2 separate regions of the Gossypium hirsutum genome follow, and region 2 is linked to region 1. Evidence: chromatin contacts called from public Hi-C data. All regions are on one chromosome and are shown on one strand. Each heading gives the region's core, a stretch centred on a gene start, on an enhancer-like site or on the middle of the called end of the contact. The rest is flanking DNA. Distances are from core to core; before and after follow the strand shown. Region 1 holds the start of LOC107912928 (E3 ubiquitin-protein ligase DA2L). Region 2 holds the start of LOC107911335 (probable glutathione S-transferase).

The links. Hi-C and Micro-C count contacts between places; a contact is called where the count stands out from the background.
Region 2: a contact with region 1 is called in a Hi-C map of leaf, with 1.9 times the contacts expected there. The contact joins the promoter of LOC107911335 here to the promoter of LOC107912928 in region 1. A contact is called at or near these places in 2 of 34 Hi-C or Micro-C datasets (both in leaf).

What each region holds. Positions count from the first base shown.
Region 1 is chrA13:98,637,791-98,644,598 of Gossypium_hirsutum_v2.1, forward strand. It overlaps LOC107912928 (E3 ubiquitin-protein ligase DA2L), which reads right to left and starts at 3,755. Exons shown (of 10, transcript XM_016841318.2): 1 at 3,515-3,755; 2 at 3,254-3,312; 3 at 2,616-3,111; 4 at 2,271-2,322; 5 at 2,147-2,192; 6 at 1,967-2,048; 7 at 1,714-1,858; 8 at 1,515-1,605; 9 at 380-446. The coding sequence starts at 2,807.
Region 2 is chrA13:98,832,482-98,839,289 of Gossypium_hirsutum_v2.1, forward strand. LOC107911335 (probable glutathione S-transferase) reads left to right here and starts at 3,017. Exons shown (of 2, transcript XM_016839191.2): 1 at 3,017-3,402; 2 at 3,490-4,001. The coding sequence starts at 3,088. The coding sequence ends at 3,834.

The DNA.
Region 1 (6,808 bases), core at 2,505-5,004:
CAAAGAATCAACAGTCAGAGATAAGAAATCAATCAAAAGTCTGTGCATAACGTAGTCACGTAGAAATGAAGATCCTACACAAATAACAAGATGACATTACAAACATTTTAAAATTACAAGTTGCAAGTTTTCCTCGTTTATTTTTTTTTCCCTATTAAATAAATTCACATGAAGTTCTTGCCATCCAAAATACACTAGTTCAATATACAGTTGGGTGCTATATGAACAACAAAGTTTTCTGTCCAGCATCTTAAACTGGAACCAGTTTCTAACCAAATAACTATAGGCAAAAACACTTTGATTAAACTGACAGGAGCTAAATACTTAAATTCTGCAATTAGTTTCATACATAAATCTCATCAAATTTTGAAAAATATACCTGAATCGACTGCCAAACTGCTTCCATGACCATTATCTCCTCAAGATCTATGTCAAAGTCGTCATCCCTGCAATTTAAGCATTTGATGAAAGAAAATTCATTCCTTCTGGAACACAAGATAAACAAAGTATAGCCAGCCATGCTTAGGCCAGAGAGAGAATAGTACTTGACTACTAGTGAAGTGGAAAACAAAATACTGCATCATCTTTTTCATTCAAAAGCAAATAAGATATAAATTCACCAGAACATAATGCAACCAATAAGGTATTTTACATTACTTTTTTTAATTTTGGCATAACCCTTTCATAGAAAACAGGATGGTAATTAAACCAACTTCAAATGGTTGGCATCATCCTTACACCAACAGAAACTTTAGGAGCATCTTCTGAACATACTTTCTGGCTTTTCCTTTCTCATTCAAAAACAAAGGAAGCAGACGTTCACTGACATGTACCCTAATTTTTGTAGATAACAGAACTTCCAGTGAGGGAGGATTTACATCATTCTTTGTACAACTCAAGAACATACAGTGCATCCACTGACCACTTAGCCATCTAAGATAGATTATCAGCTTTTCCTCTCCCCACAAAAAGTGCAACAGAAAAAATAAACAAATTAGTCATTTCCCTGTATGTAGAGCTAGATATATGGAACATCTTGTGCCACTGAACTCTAATTAAAATGAGTTACTAGTCACAGTAAATTAAGGTCTGTTTTTATAGTTTTCATCCATATCCTCTTTGAACTTTGTCCATTCACAAGATCATCTCCATTAAATCAGATGTTTCCCTGAAGGAATTTGTAGGTCACCTCTTTAAATGTTGTAGTCACATTTCATCCCCCTCAATCTAATCTCTTACGCGTGTCCCCCATTCCTTTAGATACTCATCCATTATCTCGTTTTCCATGTACATAACAAATATAATGAAATGAATCTGATCTCAAAAACACTAGTGAATGGTGAAATAAATCTCACCTCACAAAAGTTGAAAGTAAACACATGGACCTGTCTTACAACATGAGTTCTGTGATTGCAATACAAACTAGCAACCGTGATCCATGCACTTTTCCCCCTCTTAACATATGAAGAGTAAATCCTATGCAAGGACACAAAGTTACCTAAAAGTTTGCCTACCTGTTAACCCTAGGATGCGAGCGTTGTCCAATCATCAAGGCAGCCTGTGAATCTTGAGAAGAAAATATTTCCTCCTCCCTGGGGGATCTATCTGCAAATAACGAGAGAAAAGGAAGGAATAAAATTTCAAGACAGAACAATGTCAAAGGAAGTGAAGAACGAATATGCAAGAAAAACCAGAATAACAATAAATTGACACCTGCAATTGAGTTGTACTGAACTTCTCCTGGTGCAACCGCAGTGCTTGAAGAACTCAAGTCTTGTCTTTTCAGCATTCTCTCTTCGTCATCCTGAAGTTCCTGCTGCCTCATTCTAATTTGTGCTTCTATGACACGCTGTTCTTCCTGCAAAATTTAAATAGCAAAACCCAATATTAAACTCATTTTGTATCCAGCGATTATCATAGGAATTACACCATCTCTTTTTTGCTTTGGAAAGAGGTGTGAGCTTACAATTTGCTCTATCCCTTTTTCCTCTTTTGTTTTCACACCTCGATACTCGACAGCATAATTTGAGGTTTTGCAGAAAGGACACCTCAAAACGTCAAGGAATGTAAACATTGGAGTACAAGTATACACACAGCTAATCAATTTGAAAATTTCTACAGTCAATTTCATTGATGTGAAGGATACTGGGTAGGACGGGTTGAATTAGGATTCTTCATCTGCAGAAAACACTCTGGTGCAAATAAGATGTGTCAACATTGCATGTAACTAGCAATATCAGTAGCATTTAGAAAATCCAAAGATAGCTTACCTGTACAGATACTTTTCATACAACATCTTGATCTGTTGAGACTTGGATAATACTAAAATACAAAAGGAAAAAAGAAAATCATATTCATATTCAACTGCAACTAATTTTAAAAGCTAACCACAGATAATACTAAAATACAAAAGGAAAAAGGAAAACCATACTCATATTCAACTGCAACTAATTTTAAAAGCTAACCACACATGAATTAACATTCAATAAAAACCAGTAAACAAGGGCTCATTCTAAGCAGTGACTGATAAAGCAAAAGGATAAAAAGAGCATGATATTTACAATTGGATAGCAATTAGCAAGCATAAGAAGAAAGCCAATGAGATAAATACAAACCAAAAAGCAAATTGGGCATTCTTCAAGATCAGAACAGCATTCTTCATCGCCAGGATAGCAAGGAGCAAGCTTCGATTCAAGTATCAGCTTTCTTAGTTTCTTAATATCCACATCTTTATGAACATACAACCCTTGTGGGCGTGTATACTTCTCATCGACGACTTGCCTCCGCCTTCCCAACTTATTACCCATCAAAAAGAATATCCCAAAACTGTATCCCCTAACTGTTCTCTTTCCTTCTTCTTCTTCCTCTAATTCGACCCAATATTTGATTATTTTTCAAATTCTTCAAGACAAAAACCAATCAAAATAGCTGCAAATTTGGTTTTTGGTAAATTGGTTTACTAAAAATTACCAATTATGAACAAATAATCACGTAGAATCTACAACCATAATTCGTAGTTTTACAACATAATCAAACACACACACTACATTAAAACTGAATTCTAATCCAAACAAACAATAGTTCATTATCTAAAATCATGCCCCATGAATCCTGCAAGTGCAATAAAAAAAAAAACCTTGAAATTAAACATATATATTAATAGTTAAACATGCTTCAAAATGTAATATAGAAACCAAAATTTGATTAAAAAGAAAACGCTAAGTTCTGAATTACAAAAGGAAATTTAACTTACCAAGTCCAACTTTCACAGCTGAATTGGCCAGTGTAATCCTTCCCGAAACATGGCCATACCTATAATTAAACCAAAGAAAGAAAAACATTAAGACTAAAAAGAACAAAGTAAAATCATTGCAAAAACAGATTCACTTACAAGGAAAAATACAAATTCGAACCAAAAGACAAAGCTTTTGAACAGAAGAAAATCGAAGCAAACGAAAAGAAAAAACAGAACTTTACTAAATTATGGGCAAATTGAGAGAAGAAAGAAACTGACCTTGAAACCTGAAAGGGAATTGGCGGAAGCGAGTTTAGGGGCTTAAAAGAAAGAAAAGGAAAGAAAGGGAAAGACTTTGGCAAGGAGAATGGAAACACAATCTCAACTTTCTCTCAGAAAAAGAAAGAAAGAAAGAAATTTTATTTTTATTTCTTGTTGTAAATTGTTTATATTATTTCATAAATAAAAATTCGCATACACGTATTTGTTCTTTTTTCTTATTCATTTTTTGGTTTCTTTCGGCGTTTGGATGGAGACTCGTAGATATAAAGACAAACAAAATACGAGAAAATGTTATTATTTTTATTTTACAAAAAAGAAAAAAAATACTGTAGTGATGTTTTCTATAACTGCAATATTATTTATTGCTCTAATTGTTAATTGTTAATTTTAAATTTTCTACTTAAAATTTTAGTATATTACTCTCTATTTTTATTTATTTTATTTTAGTATGAATTTGAATTCTTTAACGTCTTAGCAATTTAATGATATTTGGTTTTCTTATTTTTCAATTTTTACAAATTAAAGTCATTAAGTTTTTTACTTTTTTATTTATTAATATTTAAGTTGTTGAATTATTTTTTAAAATGAAAATATTATACAAATCCAAGTGAATGATCATTTTTCTTTTCATTTGAATTAATTTATCATGGAAAACTTTTAAACTACTTTTCTGAAAGAATGCATACAAATTACATTTTTTTTTAAAAAAATGAAAGGAACGAAGGGATAATTGAAATTAATTAATCTATTCTTTTTATTAATTCACTAAATCATCCAAGTTTTTGTTAATTATATGAAAATGAATAAGTATATTGAATATTCTATCGGATTTTTATGTGATGAATGTAATTTTTTTATTTAATTATAATGTGTGACATGGGATCTATTTGATTTTTGTAAATACGACATATTTTATGGTTAATTATTTATTTATTTATTTGAAAAATTAATTCATTAATTCATTAATGAGTGAAATCATACAATTCAGAGAAAAAATAGTAAATATTTGTCATCTATTGAAGGATAATATTTAAATTATTATGATACATTGACAATTGACCTTGTTACAACTCATATACAACATATTTAGAGTGATTGCAAGCACTTAATACAATAAGGAAATCAGGTCCAGATGGTCCAAAGCGCGGAGTAAAAATTAATAAAAAAAATTGAGCATTCATCAAAACAACAACAAAATCATCCTTAAATTTATTTGTAAAATTACTACTACATACATAAGAAATATTAAAAAACTTGTTATAAGGGGATTATTTATTTAAAAAAAACTACTTATTAGTGATTAATTTGGAAGAAAAATGTATTTAAATTTGAAAAAAAAAAAGAAAAGAAAAGAAAGGGATGATTAAGTTTGAGAATTAAAGAAGGAAAGGGTGGAGTAGTAAAGGAGGAAAGGATCAAATCAACACCACTCCAATTTAGTTTACTGTTTACTTCTCTCCCCCTCTTACCCGCGCGTCTTTTTCAATCGCCTTCTCCCTTCTTTATCTTTTGTATTATATGTTTTCATTTTTTAATTATTTTATATTTTTCCTTTTGGAGTATATCTAATTTTTTATCTTAAGAATTAGCTATTTTTTTTATTATAAAAAAGGATTAGCTACTAATTTTAAAGAGTGTTTTTAAGTCATTAATTATAAAATAAAATTTGATATTTTTTTGAGAGTTATTGTTTAGTACATTTCTAATAAAAAAAATTCACAAACATTTGTTAAGTTATATTTAAAAATATAATTAATAAATAAAAAAATCAAAATAATATTTTTAATTTTATTAAATTTATCTCTAAATATTTAATTTAACTTATTTTTTAAATATTTTAAATGATATAGATCTTATTTTCCAAGTAATTTATTTATTAGTTAAAAATGGATGATAATTTATTAATAAAAGGATGTAAAATTAATTGTACGCTGGATGGACAAAAGTGGGGTAACTAATCTTTCCCAAAAGCAAGAAGGTATGGCCCATTAAAAATGAAGGGATTTTTTTGTTTGTCCACATCTGCCAGACTGTGGACCATAATTTAACTCCCTTTTAATTGGTTGACCAAAATTCTTAAATCTTCATTATCTTTCTCATCTCTTTGCCTACCTTCATTCACTCACATCAATTTCTTTATCCATTTATGCATTTTATTCCATTAAATCTGAGTTTAATTTAATGATTTGTTTGAGTTTCAAATCGCGTAAACCACATTTAGTTTTTTTTTTTAAATTTATTAGGGTAAATTATACCATTAGTTACTAAATTATAAGTAAATTTTTATTTTGATTATTAAATTATTCGAAAATTTTCATTTAAGCCATTAAACTATTGAAAAGTTTTTGTTTAAGTCATTGATCTTTTAATCAATATCCATTGAAGAGTAGAAGAACATACATTAGACCCAAATCGATATGATGTCGAAGATTGAAGAAAAAATTATTTGAATTTTGGTTCATAAATTTGTGATGTCCAAAAGTATTTTATAAAAAGAAAACTAAAATGTAGAAGAGAATGGGAAAGATAGTTTCAGATTGGTGCATGTATTAAAGCTAACAACTCAATGATTTAAATGAAAATTTTTGGATAGTTCAGTGATCAAAACAAATACTTACCCATAGTTTAGTGGCTAATGGTGTAGTTTACCCATTTTATTACGTTTAAGTCTCATCATGTATGAACCTTATTCGGATATATTTTGATTAATAATCAGATCATGTTTTGAATCGGTTGATGCTTACTATACTTATTCAAATATGTAATATTTATAATTGTAATTGTAATTACATATACATTTCTCCAAAGATTGTTGCATATGAGTTTGGACCCCAAAAGCATATGTCCAAGTTAATGATTCTATGTATGTGATCGTTGAACCTAATCGCTCATAACACAAATTATTTTTAGTTTGTATGGTTTGACATTAATAAATAAGTTGTGGTTGGAGGAATATGAAGTTTAATATTTAGATATAAGAAACTGTTGAATAGGGCTGGTATGCATTTGGTTCACCCAATTGGTTATGGATGGTGGAACCATAACGCTTATGGCTAATCTCTTTGCTAAATTATGTAACCGAACCTCATTATCCAACCTTTTTAATCCTTGGAGTTGTTCCTATGAACAATAAAAATCTTTAAATGAGTGGTTATCTATAGTTTGGTAAGCCAAATTTTGTTGTCTTCCGTGGGGACACACATTTGTTTTTAGATGTACTTGTGACTAACATGTTTATCGGTGCATCACAAATGGAAATTCACAGTATACCTTTAAAAATTAAAAATTTTG
Region 2 (6,808 bases), core at 1,767-4,266, 190 kb after region 1:
GAGAAAAGCATGGTTATATGTGTTATAAGTCCGGTAATGCTCTGTAACCCTATTCTGGCGTTGAATACGAGTGAGGGGTGTTACAGTTTATGACTGTCTCATCTCAATAATATCGTTTTCAATGTTCAAATCTTATTCTCCCGTTAAAAAGATAATATGCCTTATCATTATATCTAAGTGAAAAATTAAGGAATATATTAATGCTTGAACAAACAATCAATAATAGACACTGATGACGTCAGAAAATGGTATTTACTAATGGTTTTATAAAATGTCTTAGAATAATTTTGATAATAACTAAAATAATGGAAAAACAAAGGACAACTATCATGCTAAGAGGACATCACATTTATAGTATCAAAATGTATTCTCTTTTTATATATTTTATAGAATCTTTGTTGGAATTATGAAAATCGATTATTAATGAAAAGAAAAGAAAAAATAGGAAAGGGGAAGGAGATGCAGATGAGAGAAATGAAAGAAAGAGGATAAATAAATAAATCCGTGTTAGATTTTTTTTTTTTTTAGTGCTGTAATTTTGTTGTTATAAGTTTATTATGCACTAAAATTTATTTATTTTTATATTAGTTTTGTATAATTTATTGATATATGTAAATGTTTGTCTTGTATTTATGCTATTTATATTATATTTTAATTATTTTATTATGATACTACTAACATTTATTAATTAAATAATTAAAAATTTAAAGAAGATATTTTTAAACTTTTTTTTAAAATTTTAATGATATATCACATAATTAATAAATGTTGAATAGAGAGAAAAACTTGATTTATTGGTTTTTATTTTATTGTTAAATGTTGAAATTAGAGGATTTGCTTGGATCTACTCACAATTTGGATATTCAATGCTTGAAAGAAAATAGTTATTTTATGTTGGGTAAATTTAATCAACAGTCACTCAACTTTGGGGTAGCTTACAAAACAGTCACCTAGGTTTCATTTTAGTCATTCAACTTTTGAAAAATAACAAAACAGTCACTAATGTTATAAAAAAGTGACAAAATCGTCAGTGATTAACAGTTTCTATTAGTGTCTTAACGGGGCCGCTGATGTGGAAAGTTAACTGCTACAGTGGCCAGTTAACTTGCCACGTGGGATGTCCACAGTGGAAACCCATCCAATTTAAAAAGAAAAAAAATTGACCCATCAGTTGAATCAACAAGGGAGTTGAATAAATTTGGAAAAGATCCAAAAAAGAAAATCTTGCAAAAAGTGGGACATTTCTTCAAAATTTGAAGATTTGAATATTACCTTCCATGCTCAAAAGTGAGGAAAAGCCTGGGTAAATTGCCTTCCCCTTGTGTTAATGTGACCCCCAAAGCAACAGCATCTTGGTTTGAAGCTGCAACAGCCATGCCTGAGTAACTGCAGAAGAATATGAAGCAATTGGGTTAAAGCTTTGGCCTTAGATCGTTACCTTTGAAGTTTGGAGGAATCACTTGCAGAGATGCAGTATAGGATTGATTTGAAAACATGAGGCATCTCCATTTTCTCTTTTCCTCGTTCTTCTTCTTCTCCTCCTCTTCTCCTTCTTGTTTTTTTTCTTCTTTTTCTCTTCTTAAACCCTAAATTAGTTCTAACAGGGTTGTTAAATTGGTGGTAACCGGCCAACTAGAGGGTTTTTTAACACCAAGCACGTCGTCATCTGCCATGTCACTTTGCCGTAACGTCAATGACAGAAAATGGCAAAAAGGACTGTTTTGTCACTTTTTCAAAGTTAAGTGACTAAAATGAAACCAAAGTGACTGTTTTGTCAGCTACCTCAAAGTTGAGTGACTGTTAGTGCAATTTACCCTTTTATGTTATTGACAAAGTGATTTTTGACTTTGTTATTAAAACAATTTAATTAGAAATCGTGTATAGCACAAGGGGGAAATTAAAACCAGTATTAAATAAAAGCATCATCCTATTTAAGGGATATAAACATTAATTGAATAATTCCAGACAAGACTTTCGCAATTTTAAATTACATCATTGGTCCTTGCGGCTTTAAATTTTGTGTTAACTAGATTTCAGACCTTTATATAACTTTTCTTCTGTTTTTTTTTAAATTTTAAAAAATTATACTTTCTAGAAGTATTTCAATTTATTTTAAATTACATATTAGTAATTTCTTTTCTACCATTTGAAAACCAATTTACACTCTTTAGATATATTAAAATTATTATGCACACCATAAATTTTAATTTAATAACACAAAGTTGACCTTTTATATTGATTTGTTATATATTTTTACTTCTTGAACCAAATTGATTCAAGCATATGTTTTCTGCAACTAAAAAATGCACCATTAAGATAGTTCTCAAAATCGTTTAAATTTTTAACATTATAAAAATAACTATATTTTGTATTATAGTTAAGCAGACCTATATTTAATTTAAATAAAAATATTAAAAATTTTGAGTTTAACTTTTTTAAAAATTAATATGATTTAAAACTACATTATAAAAAATAAAAAATAATTATATATTTTAAATTGATGCATACAATCATCTTATTCATCCCACGGATATACAAGCTAGTTTATAATATAATAAAGATAACATAAGATTACAAATAAAAAATTTTCAACTTACAATTGCAACAATTAATTTTTTAATATTTTATTATACTTTTATAGTACATTTATCAACTCCTAACTTTATTTTTAGAGTCTAAAAATTTTATTGGAAATATAGTAAAAATTAAATATTAACTCTAAAATTAACATGTTATATCATCATTTCATTAAGACTGTAATCACAGTTAATGAATGGATAATGAAAATGTTACAACCCAATAAAGTTAGTAACAAAAATGTAATATTTGATAGCTAAGTGAGTATTTCGAATTTACCCTCTTATTTGCACTCTACCGTCTACTAGAAGAGAAATTAAAGGAAGAAAAGTCGGGGTGGACCCTTGACAGAGACATCTGGCTTTAGTTTAGTACCAAGGCAAGAAAGCCCTGGAATTGTACCCCCGGAGACTTCTACAACATTCACTCCATGTTTCATTTGCCCTTTTATAGAAACACACATCTTCACTTGTACCACAGGCAAAAGATCGAAAGAGTAAAAACAAGAAAATGGCAGATGATATAATCCTGCTGGACTTTTGGTCTAGTCCATTTGCAATGAGGGTGAGAATTGCATTAGCAGAGAAAGGAATAGAGTATGAAGCAAGGGAAGAGGATTTGAGCAACAAAAGTAGCCTACTTTTGAAGATGAATCCAGTTCACAAGCAAATCCCAGTGTTGATTCACAAGGGTAGACCCGTTTGTGAATCCCTCATCACTGTTCAATACATTGATGAGGTTTGGTCTCACAAATCTCCTCTGCTCCCTTCTCATCCTTATCACAGAGCCAATGCCAAGTTCTGGGCTGACTTTGCTGACAAAAAGGTTACACCTTACCCTACAACATCAGTATGATTTAACCAATTTTCTTCAGTCTTGTATTTGTTTAAACATTGAATATGAAAACTGCAGATATATCCCACTGGGAAGTTAGTATGGGGTGCAACAGGTGAGGTCCAAGAAGGTGCAAAGAAAGAGCTAATTGAGAGCATGAAGGTGCTAGAAGGAGAGCTTGGAGACAAGCCTTACTTCGGGGGTGAGAGCTTTGGGTTTACAGATGTGGCATTGATTCCCTTCTACACTTGGTTTTACTCGTTGGAAACCTGTGGGGATTTCAGCATTATTGCAAACTGCCCAAATTTGGTAGCATGGGCTAAAAGATGCATGCAAAGGGAAAGTGTATCCAAATCTCTGCCAGACCAATATAAAGTTTATTGCTTTCTCGTGGAACTTAAGAAGAAGTTTGAAGCCAAATAAGATGGTTTATTTACTACCCATTTTTAGGCCTTTATATAAACTCAGCTTGTTAATATGAAGGCATGTTTTTTGGTGTAATCAGTATAACTTTCCACTTTGAATGTGTCTTTGTTTAATAACTCAACTAGTTTTTGTCTTTGAAGTTCTAATTCCACTATCAAAATTGTTTTTTTTTCTTTTAATATACTTTAAGAATACATGTCATTCTACTTGTTCCATTGCAATTATTAAAAGTTCTATTAGCTATGCCAATGGATGAAATATTTCCCTCTTTAATTATTAGTGCAATATACGGATCCATTGATAATAGCATATCAATTGCTTCGTGTATCTTTGCGTCACGGGGGAAAGATGTTTATAGATTTTGTTAACACACCATTTTGCCAACGATTTTAAATAGTAAACCTTGACTTGTTGCTTAAAAATGGTTTTATCAAAGTTTATTATGATTTTTATGCATTTTGGTGGATGAATATTCAGCTCCAACATGTTTTATGAATGAATTTTGCATTTATATGTTTGTCTTTTAGTTTTAGTTTTTTTTTTTCAATTTCTATGTTTAAAGGTGTTTTGAAATGAGTTTAAAGTGTTTTAAACTCAAAAATTTTGTCCCTTGCATCTTAGGTTCGATATTCATGGTATAGGTGTCGGTTTTCAGACTTTAAAGGGTTAAAAATTCATAACAGGTGTTTAGAGCCTAGTACCCTTGCTATGGATATTGATATTTAACTTGGCAGAATGTAATATTCCATGGTACAGGGACAAAGTTCCGGTATCTGAGGCCTTAGGTACTGATATCTAAACCCTGAACAATACCACTGTATCATTTTAATATTTTTAAACCTTTTAAGGCTCGTATTCGATCCCAAATACCTCTGAACACCTACAAATCAATCTAAATGCTACTTTTGTTGCTCAATTTCTCTTCCTCCGTTCTCCACCAATGCAATACTCACCCTCATTGCTAATGGGCTAGACCAAAAGTCCAGTAAGATAAGTTTCATTTGCCATTTTCTTTTCTTTTTTCTCTTGATCTTCTGCATGTAGTACAAGTGAAAAATTTGTTTAAATAAAAGGGAGTTTGAACCCAAATACAAAAGTTATAACTTTTTAACTTTTGCGTTTGGAAAAAGAACATTTTTAGAGTAAAATGATGTTTTCAACCATTATTTATAATTTGGTGTCTATTATGTAATATCTATCTTAGTGAAATATTTTTTTAGAATATTTATCATGTTTTAATAGTCACAATTGAAAAGCTACAAGTGATCTAAATGTTATATCACTTGATTATTAATAAAGAGTTGTCACTATTCATAGTGATAAGGTATGTCCATTAAATATCAAAAGTTATGTCACTTGATTAGTTAATAAAGAATTATAATTATTCAAGTATATATCTATTGAATAGTTAAGCTTACTGGTAATACATGTGACTATCCTAATAAGCAATTTGGATAGCTATGTCTATGTAAAGAGGTATGAGAAATCTTATAAATAAGAGTAAACTTTTATTTGCATGGACAATAAAAAAAACATACAAACAAAACTTCTTTCTATTCTCTAACCATTTTTCATGTTCAAATATTGGTGCATAAAGAATTACTGTAAAAGTTCTTTACAAAAATTGATACTCTTGCTATGTTTCACTCAATATTCAGTGGATTGCTTTCGTCAGTGCAAAATGTGGACAATCATTAGGGTCATTGTATGCTCAAGGTTCATTTTCTTTAACTCTTTTACACACTAAAATATAGGTGGGGGTGAATAGAACCTTATAGGTGGGGGCGAATAGAACCTTAAAGAAAATGACATTGTTACACACCGTGAAGCCTTCGTTAATTTCTCATAAATTTATTTTATCTTCACCAACATATACGGGGTATATACTTATTTCTTTATTAAAATTTATTTCAAATGTATAACAATATATATTATAATTTATTACATAATGTTTACAATATAGTTTATATATTTAAATTAAGCTTTACATATAAATAATATTATTTATGTAAAAATATTTTATAATTTATTATTTATATATCAAAATATTAATAATAAGTTACAATAAATTATTTTTAAGATTTTTTTAGTGAAATATCATGATATTAACAAATTTAAATATTATTAAAATATATATATTTTTATTTTATTACATAATGTTTAAAATAAACATTTATTCTTAAATCTTATTAGAAACGAGTAAGGCACTAGTTCTAAACTTACCGAGGCCTATCAACAATGTGACATACAGTGTATAGCATGGTCTTTTAAATTAATTTTTCAAGTTTATTTTATAAATTAATCAACTTTAAATCAGAATATAGTTAATAAAAAGTATAATGAGCCAAGAATGGAAAAGTTAAGATAAAATTCATCAATGAATTTTTTTAAAAATTGTAATCATTGGGTGAGGTTGATTTCTTGGAGAGAATTTTTTGAAGTGGACAAAATCGAAGATAATTTATCGAAAATTTAAGTAGTCCGATCGACTGCATAATAAATAACACTTCCAAAAGATGTTTAAAAAGCCGCTTTTTGAATAATTTTAATAGAATTTAATCTAAACATTTTAAACTCCTCTCAACTCTTAAGAATACTAAATATTTAAAGAAAAATTATTTGGTACACTGTAATTAGAGTTTTTAAGCTCCACAAGTAAAGATAGGAGATTGAAAAGTGTCTTATACATGTATGGTAAAATAATAAAAAATAAATATTTTTAATAAAAGAAACATATGCTAATTTTTTAAATTTATTTGTGGAATAAAATAATAAACTATCAATGTATCAAATACTCACCCATATTTAAAATAATAAAACACAATTTTTCATGAAAAAAAACTTCCAAGGTAAACTTTTCAAAATTATTTTTTAACTGCAATTGTTAGAGATTAACTTTATTTTTGGAAGCGGAAGAAATCCTGACATAGTGATAATACTTCGAGATTATTAAAGTCTTGCTTGAAACGTG